Linked DNA regions of Mus musculus: regions 1 and 2 are each linked to region 3. The links are chromatin contacts, called in public Micro-C and promoter capture Hi-C maps. All regions are on one chromosome and are shown on one strand. The core of a region is the stretch at or near the end of the contact, and the rest is flanking DNA. Distances in the headings are between cores, read along the strand shown. Region 1 holds the start of Add1 (adducin 1 (alpha)). Region 2 holds the start of Prr14l (proline rich 14-like). Region 3 holds the start of Slbp (stem-loop binding protein).

Region 1 (2,769 bases), core at 147-2,646, 920 kb before region 3:
TCTAAACCCTGAAAAGCTGTTCTGAAGGTCAACACCATTCATACTTCCTCAAAAAACAACTTTACTATCAGGGTGTGGTGTCAACCTCAAGGTAATCCTAGAACTAGGGGCAGAGGCAGAAATTTTCAGTTCCAGACCATTCTGGGCTGCGAATTGACGAAGCATAGCAAAGTTTTAGAATTAAAATGTGATCCCTACGTCACTGGCTTTAATTAAAGACTGCGATTTTTAGAATCCCACCCGCATAAAACTCACCTCCGACCTGCAACCTCCTTCCTCTCTGGAGCCTGTTGAGTCCACCCACGACTCCCAGCTTGCTTGCAAAGGAGACATAGCGGATCCCTTAGCAATCTAGTTCCTATCCCGACTGAGATTTCAACCCACTTTTGACAAACACACAATCTCTCTGAAATTCTTGAGCAGTTATGCATAGACAGATTTTAGCTTTGTTCTTGGTCTTTGGGAGTTTAACAACGTTAGGCCTAAAATCATGGTCAAAACAACAGCAGTTTCAGGTGAACCAAAATATTTATTTTTAAGATGGGTGTGCATAAAACAAACACAACTCATCTACCAAATACCTTGAACCAGGAACTGAATTATAAAAACGAAGTGTTTTTAGGAAGAGGTCTGAACGATAAAACAGAGAGGAAAGGCAAGCCCCATCTCCAGGAAGTTCCACGACCACCTCATTACTACCATCCGTGGACAGAGCTGGCTTTTTTCTCTTGGGGCAGAAGGTGTCAGTTTTTAAAAGAGCCGACAAGCGGAACCCAGATGCACCTTTCCACAATCTCTGCAGTGACCAGCATTTGGAGCCACCATTAGCACAATGCTGACCCGGGAGGACCCCGAGGCCCACCAGGAAGCTCAGAGCCGAGCAAGCCGCTTCCACAGAGAACCCCGCGTCCGTCCGGGCCATCCTGGGAAGCGACGATGCAGTGTCCTCGCCCCCGCACTCGGAGGCAAGCACCTAGACCCCGGGCACCCCGCGCCGCAGCGACCTAGCCGCGCCCTCCTCAGCGCACCAGAGGCGCCCCAGAGGCCCCGGGCCCTGCCCAGCCCTGCCCTGCCCGCCCAGCACCGCCGCCCCTGCCCTACGCCCGCTGGGGGCCCCGGAGACCTCGCCGCGCTCCCGGGCCTCACCTCCGCGGAGAATCGGGGAGAGAGCACGGCTTCCCGGGTCCGAGTGCGGCCGCCGCCTCGCCTGCGGCTCGCGCTGGGCTCCGCCCCCTGGCTGCCGCGCACCCCCCGCCGCCTGCAGCAGCCCTCGTCCTCTCCCGCCCTCAACCCTCACCCCTCTACTCGCCCCCGCCGCCAAGCTGGGTGCGGCCTGCGGCGCTGCGGCCCAACAATGCACAGCCCCATTGGTCTGAACGCCCTACCGCCGTCCAGCACTACTCTCTGTTATTGGTCAATCTTAAGCAAGGGGCAGGCCCGGAGAAGGGCGGGGCCCTGGGAGGCGGAGAGAAGGGTAGACTCCGGCCTCCGGCTGAAGGCGGTGTCACAGTGGGATTAGGGGTCGCTTTGGCTGCGTCCGGGACGGCGGGCTGGTGCACCTGCTCACAGGAACGCTAGTTCTCCCACTGAGACGGTCAGACCCACAAACTGACTGCGAACGGACACGGTCTAGGTGCGCTTCAGGCGAGAAGATCAGTAGGCAGTTTGGGAGACTGGGCTGTCAATCAGGGTGGAGTCAGGACTGAGATGTCTGTGTGTGCTCTGATAAAGCTCCACAGACAGGAAGGGCCCGCCGGATGACAGTGGATTAACAAACACCGAGGCCTCTTCAGAGGCAGGGAATGAGGCTAGGTGAGGCCTTGGCAGAACCAGTCCACCTGGCAGCGACCTGGTAAACTAACCTAAGGATCAAGTCCCTACTGTCTCTCCTGTCAACTGAATCCTAAAAGACCCAAAGGAAACAAAGGGGTCCCGCTCCTGGTTCCCTTCAAACCATTAAAGGTTGAAGCCTCGAGCCTGGCTCAAGTGACAGAAGTGTGTATCCAAGCCTCTCCTCAGCCAGGCGTGGTGGCGCACGCCTTTAATCCCAGCACTTGGGAGGCAGAGGCAGGTGGATTCTGAGTTCGAGGCCAGCCTGGTCTACAAAGTGAGTTCCAGGACAGTCAGGGCTACATACACGGAGAAACCCTGTCTCAAAAAACAAAAACAAACCGATCCTCACAGCAAGAGCTCTGAGTTTGACCCCATAAGGGTCAGAGAGGTTGTGGATTCCAGTCAGTACCCTCTGTCCTAGGAACATTTGCCCTACATGTTGACTGTTCTCAGATGACTTTTCTGACATCCTCCAGCACCCAGCAACAAGTCTAATGCCAGTGAAAGTTTGCTGAAGAGAGAGAGTTTTCGATAATCAACTGTCATTCTCCATGATCCATCTGTTTTCTGCACTGGCCAGATAGGAGAGTTAAACGGAGATGTGGTGGGAACCACCACCCCTGCATCTTTCAAGTCCTTGATAGTGGCAGTAATTTCTGCAATTCCTCCAGGAATACGATACTGTTTTTGATTCACTATTTTCTTTGGCAGAGGCAACTCTAAAGGCTTCCATTTGGCCTTTCCAACCATAATAGCCCTCACTCTACAGTTCAGGGAACCAATATGAGAATTCTGCCAATTTCTGAGTATATCTATCCCAATTATACATTCTGGAACTGGGGAAATCACCACAGGATGTGTCCGGGGACCTATTGGACCTACTGTGAGTCGGACATCAGTCAAAACTCCATTAATCACCTGCCCTCCATAAGCCCC
Region 2 (2,853 bases), core at 137-2,636, 800 kb after region 3:
AGATCCTGTCACGGATGGTTGTGAGCCACCATGTGGTTGCTGGGATTTGAACTCTGGACCTTTGGAAGAGCAGTCGGGTGCTCTTACCCACTGAGCCATCTCACCAGCCCTAGGGCACATATTTCTAATCCCAGCACTTGGGAGGCAGAGGCAGGCAGATCTCTTGAGTGTGAGACCAGCCTCATCTACAGAGCAAGTTTCAGTACAGCCAGGGCTACAAAGAGAAACTATCTTCAAAACTAAAAATAACCAAACAAAAAGTTGATAGATTTTAAGAGGCTACTTAAAAAAAAAAAAGAAAAAAAAAAGAAAAAAGATGGCGAGCCACATCTAAATAGTGAGTTCCAAGTCAGCCTGGACTACATAGGGAGAACCCTATTGCAATATTTCCTATCGAGAGAGAGAGAGAGAGAGAGAGAGAGAGAGAGAGGAGATAAAAGGATAAAAATAAAAATTTAGTAAGATGAATAATACTTTCATGTGACTTAAGAAAACGAATAAGCCAAGCATGGTCGCACATGCCTATTTTCCCTTTATCCAAAAGGTCAAGGCAGGAAGGTCAAGAGTTGAGGCTAGACTGGCACACATAGCAAGTTTCAGACTTGCCTGAGCTAAAAAGTAAGATCCTGACTCAAATCAAATCCTATGTAAACCAGGCTGTCTTCTGCCTTTTTGGGGTTAAAGGAGCGTGCAGCCAAGCCTTGGTTTCCTCTGCAGATCCTAATCAAAGAAAAGGTAATTTCAATTTTCTTTGTAGACCAGGCTGGCCTTGAACTCAAAAATCCGCCTGCCTTTGCCTCCCAAGTGCTGGGATTAAAGGAATGCCAGGTCCATTGTAATTTCTTCCAGACACTTCTTTAGGTGCTATGAATATAGAGTCCTAAAGAAAACAGACAAGGATGGAAAGAAACAGGCAACACAGATAAAATGAGGTACCTTCAATGCTAGAGAGGCAATGAAACAAAATCAAAGTGTAATCAAATACTTTCCTGGGTTATCTTTTGAATTTCAGTGTGATTAGAAGCAATAGGAGGATGGTGTGACCTAAACCTTTGATTATAGTTATTAGAAGGTCCCACAATCTGCCAGGATGGAAGCAGACAGGGCCCTAGAGTGGCATCTGTCCACCTCAGAGATATGGACCATAGCACTGGTAACAGTCTGAGACAGGAACTGGGTAGAACGATGTGTTTCTCTTTAAGAGTCAACGCGGTGGGGGCGGGGCTGAGCGTGTCTGGAGCTAGCGGAGGGTGGAGGTACCAGCCGGGAAGAGCCGCCCTCCGGATTGCGCGCGCGCCGTGCGGGGGCGGGATCGAGACCCGTCCGCATGGCTGGCTTTGGCCCCGGATGAGGAAGTGCGGTAGGTGGGGGGGGAGGGCACTGTGGAAGCGGTGGAAGCTGGAGCGCCCTCGGGCCTCGGCTCCCGAAGATCTGGTAGAGTTGGCGGCGGCGGGGACAGCAGGGACGGAGGCAGCCGACGCCAAAGTGGAGGGATGAGCACGAGCCGTGGAGGAGGCCACAGGGTAAGAGGCCTGGGCAGTCCCACGACCGCCTGGGGGTCCTCCGCCGGACGGTGCTGACTAAAGGGGGTCCGGGCCCCCAGCCTTTCAGGGAGCCGAAGGGCACCGAAGCAGTGCTGTTAGTGACAAACACCCACAGACATCCAGGAGATCAGGCTCTACGTCCCTGGGAGAAAACAGCTTCTCGGAGTCCTGGTTCCAGGGGAAGGAGGCTCCCATTCAACCTTCATCTGCAGGGGACCCCCAACTTCTCTCTCCTTGGAGAGGACGACGCCCCTTGTTGGTATACGCCTTTCCTCGGCTCTGGTCGATTTGTCAGCGAAGGGAGACCCGTTTATGGTGCCAAGGGGAATTCTTTATTCAAAAGAGCGACCCCCACTTTGGTCAGCGTCTTCCAAGTGAAGGAGGTTCTCAACTTTCCCAAAAGTGACAGAGGTATCCTATCTGCAAGAAACAGATCTCTCGATCCTTTATTTTTCACTTTCACCCCAAGATAGAGGGAGGCCCTGAATTTATGATATCGTAAGTCAGCTTTTCTCCCCTTCCCCCAGTCATGTCCACCAAGGGAGCTTTGGTTTTTGTGTTTTTATTAAGTCTCTTAGTATTGATTGAGCTGCTGCTCCTCTTTTGGAGTGTGATATTTGCAAGTTTGTATCTCCCACTTAACATCCTCATGACCTTGCCTCATCCCCTGTCAGTTGCAGCCCATCCTTAACCTGGGTACTTTTTTTTCTCTGAATTGTCATGAGGGCTCAAGGGAACTTTTGTGGAAAATGCTTGGTGCACAGTGAACGTTTGGTCAGTTGTTAGTATTGATATATTAAGAAAGAAAAGTCATGTCCTCAGAGAAACTGTTATTGGCATGAATGTATCCTCCATCACAAATTGCAACCCTCTTTCCACCAGAAAGGCTTTCCCTGCTCCTAAGATACAGTATTCTTCCTCTCACTTTGGATCTTGCTGTACTCTACTCCCTAAGTTAACAGAGAGCCTTGGTGAAAATCAGGGAAAGAAATAGTAAGTTTTGGAAACATGTTAGCACTTTACCTGTTTATTATTTTGATTTGAGGGATTTTTTTTTTATAGCTCGGGCTCAAACTAGGTAGGTAGTCAAGGCTAGCCTCTAGTCCCCCCAATAATCTTTTTTTTTTTTTTTTTTTTTGAGACAGGGTTTCTCTGTAGCCCTGGCTGTCCTGGAACTCACTTTGTAGACCAGGCTGGCCTGGAACTCAGAAATCCGCCTGCCTCTGCCCCAATCTTTTCTCACTTTATAGGACACTCCTAGTTCAGGCATGCACCACCATGTGCCACTTTATGTTTTGTTTTGAGACAA
Region 3 (2,833 bases), core at 141-2,640:
TGTGAAGTCCTCTTCTAGGGTATCCTGGTGACTGTGGCTAGCCAAGGGGCCACTTCTTGGTAGGAAGGTATGACAGAGTACTTTCCCAAGTTCCTCACGAGGGTTGCATATGCTTTAGAGGGTCCACAATGCTTTTGTTGTCTTGTCCTGCTTCTCTAGTCCAGGGGAGACCAAAAGCTCATACTCCTAACCCTAGGAAAGGGTTTTAGGGAGCCAAGGACCAGAGAGCCACAGGACTATCCAGAAAGAAACCCATCAGGGGTGTAGCACAGGGTTAGCCAAGCCCCTGTGGGGTGCTTGGATCAGGAGAGGATACCTCAGTGGTTAAGGTTCTGATGGACGCACATATACATAGATGTACTCACTTATCTATGGTACAGATGGGTGGGGAAGAGGTTGCTCTTTACTCTCCATCTCTGACACAAAGTGTAGCTGCTAGAGGGATGACCTCTCCTTCAACTTGTCCTGAAGCACTTACATTTAGTTGTTGAAAGCAGTAGTAGCAGACCAAGCTAGCCCCTTATCCAGCCAACACTGCACCTAACCCCAGGGATTTGCTACCAGAGCAAACTCAGTTCTGCCTGTCCCTGAAGTATGACCAGGAGACAGCCAGTTTCAAGGGCTGTCTGCCTAGCAGAGGCCAAGTGGTTTGAAGTTATTTTTAACCACAGAAGAGTTAATTTTATACAAATAAATGTAAATGTAGTTAAATGATACAGTATTTAATAAAGTGTTCCTTTTCAAGTGATGTACTTCATTTTGTTTAACCTGGTAGTAAAACCAAACTTTTGCAGTATTTTACATAGTGGCTGCAGGATGTTGGGAAAGTCAGATGAATATAGTCACAGATCAGAAAGTCGTATAAGAAACCAGTGTCAGTGCTTGGTACGTTCAGAAGGACAAGCCCTTAGATGGCTCCACATAGTTACCACCATCCCACCCTCTCACGCTGCTCTGGGCCAGATCCACTCTTAAGGGAAGGGTCATGATTGCCCACATAGGACAGGTGGGATCTGCAGGGGCCTGGCCTGCGTGCTGGAGACTCAAGCACCAGAGGCAGGGCAGATGGCCTTGCGGGGAAAAAGAGGCCACTAAGTTATTTGGCTGTTAATGGATGGCTTGTACGGTTTTAAAGCTATGGGTATAAGCTAGAGGCGGGCTCTCCCGCCTTACTGTGGCGGTGGGTAGGAGGGGCCGGTCGGGATCTTGGACTGCATCTCGGTGGGCCGGCCCTCGCCGTGGCCACACCTCCTGACTTTGAGAGGCAGTGGCGCGCACTGCCCAATCTCCCGCCAATATCCCTCGGGCCCGCGAAGGGGCAACCAATCAGAGGCCCAGCTGCTACAGCGCCAGCCTCCTGGAAGGCCGTGGGGGCTGGGGGAGGTCGCCAGTTCCTTTCCGCCTTAGTCGGGCTGTTCCATTTCTCCCGCCCTTCGGACGGCCGCATTAGGCGTTGTAGTTTAGCGACTGCCCGCAATCCCAAGGCTTGGGTTGGAGCCGGGTCCGTCAGGCGGGCGCGCAGAGCTGAGAGGGACTCCCCTGCAGGTGCGCGTCTCATGGTTTCGCCCTTCGCCGCGCGCGCGCGGGAGTTACCGAGGGGCGGGGCCGCTGCGCACTTAAGGGCGGTTGGGCAAGGCGAGCTCAGACCTCGTCAGTGCTGTTGCCGAGTGAAGTGCTTGCCGCCGAGCTGCCCTTCAGACTTCTGCCGCCATGGCCTGCAGACCTAGAAGCCCACCCGGTTATGGGAGTCGCCGCGACGGTGGTGCGAGGTAAGCGGGTCATGCGGTCTACGAGTCCTCGACTTCTCGCCGTCTGTAAGCTAAGGGTTCCCTGAACCATCGGTGCTTGGGGGCCCCGCCCACTGACCGCAGTCTGTGTCCTCAGCCCGCGGTCCCCTGCGAGATGGAGTCTCGGACGGAAGCGCAGAGCGGACGGAAGGGACCGGAAGCCCGAGGACTCCGAGGAAGGCGAGCTCCAGACTGCGGACCACCGACCTGAAAGGTGGGTCCCGACTCCTTGGAAACGGGTTGGTCACTCGGGGGGTTTGGAGACGGGCCAAGGGGACCCTCATCCCGTGGCACTCGGGTTTTCGAAGCTGGTGGAGTAGATTAGCTTACTCTGGAGATTCTCTTCAGTTTTGCTCAGTGTTAGAAGCATCTTACCAGCGACTGATAGGTGGCAGCAAAACTGGTTTTATCCGGAGTGGGTCAGCCTTTATATTTTTCACTCATAATGTCAGTAATGTCAAGGACTACTACTATGAACATCTTGTTAAAATGTTTCGACCTCCAACCCTCCCCTGCTTCCGGGGCGGGGGTGGGGGGGAGAGAGAGAGTGAGTGTGTGTGTGTGTGTGTGTGTGTGTATGTGTATTGGGGCGAGAAATTAGGTTTTATTACCTGAGTGAAAGCGAGATACAAACCAAAATTGAGTCCTAGATTATTCATACTTGTAGTTGGGTCCTTCCATTTGATAAGCTTTTGCCACGGTGTTTAGATTTTTTTCCCTGAGGCATTGTGCTTAAGTCAGTGAGGTCCCTTGGTAGCCTGATGGAGGCGGGCTAGCAAGTGAAATAGTAATTCAGAGAGACCAGGAGTGCCTTAAGAGTAAGCTGGTGATGTGAACTCTTCAGGGAAGTGCTCTCTTTGGGGACCTTTGTGTAGTGATTGATGAGAAAAGCGATCTCAGAAATTTTGACCATACCTTCTTTTATGGGCTATGGTGTTTGCTAGATGGCTGACTAGAAGGGAGGATAAGATAAGCATGGGGCTGCCAAGCCCAGTGAAGGGAATTAGTGACTTAACTCAGTGACTTCTGAATACACAGGCAATGTT

What was found. A called contact is a pair of places that touch in the nucleus more often than the background predicts. Capture Hi-C pulls out chosen DNA fragments and counts their contacts.
Region 1: a contact with region 3 is called in a Micro-C map of embryonic stem cells, with 9 times the contacts expected there. The contact joins the promoter of Add1 here to the promoter of Slbp in region 3. A contact is called at or near these places in 3 of 484 Hi-C or Micro-C datasets (embryonic stem cells, erythroblasts and uterus), 4 of 115 datasets of contacts at active chromatin or transcription factors (astrocytes, bone marrow-derived macrophages, double positive thymocytes and 1 more) and 1 of 9 other capture datasets (adipose tissue).
Region 2: a promoter capture Hi-C map of liver shows a contact between it and region 3, with 3 times the contacts expected there. The contact joins the promoter of Prr14l here to the promoter of Slbp in region 3. A contact is called at or near these places in 5 of 39 promoter capture datasets (erythroid cells, hippocampal neurons, liver and 1 more), 13 of 484 Hi-C or Micro-C datasets (CD4 T cells, CD8 T cells, the G1E-ER4 cell line and 6 more), 6 of 115 datasets of contacts at active chromatin or transcription factors (astrocytes, bone marrow-derived macrophages, cardiomyocytes and 3 more) and 3 of 9 other capture datasets (adipose tissue, liver and pancreatic islet).

Annotation. Positions count from the first base shown.
Region 1 is chr5:34,572,291-34,575,059 of GRCm38.p6, reverse strand. Add1 (adducin 1 (alpha)) reads right to left here and starts at 1,396. Exons shown (of 16, transcript NM_001331082.1): 1 at 1,147-1,396. It overlaps Mir7036b (microRNA 7036b), which reads right to left and starts at 909; the gene lies at 847-909.
Region 2 is chr5:32,852,763-32,855,615 of GRCm38.p6, reverse strand. It overlaps Prr14l (proline rich 14-like), which reads left to right and starts at 1,386. Exons shown (of 11, transcript NM_194340.2): 1 at 1,386-1,523.
Region 3 is chr5:33,651,131-33,653,963 of GRCm38.p6, reverse strand. It overlaps Slbp (stem-loop binding protein), which reads left to right and starts at 1,390. Exons shown (of 8, transcript NM_009193.2): 1 at 1,390-1,769; 2 at 1,885-2,001. The coding sequence starts at 1,711. Tmem129 (transmembrane protein 129) reads left to right here. Exons shown (of 4, transcript NM_026698.3): 4 at 1-748.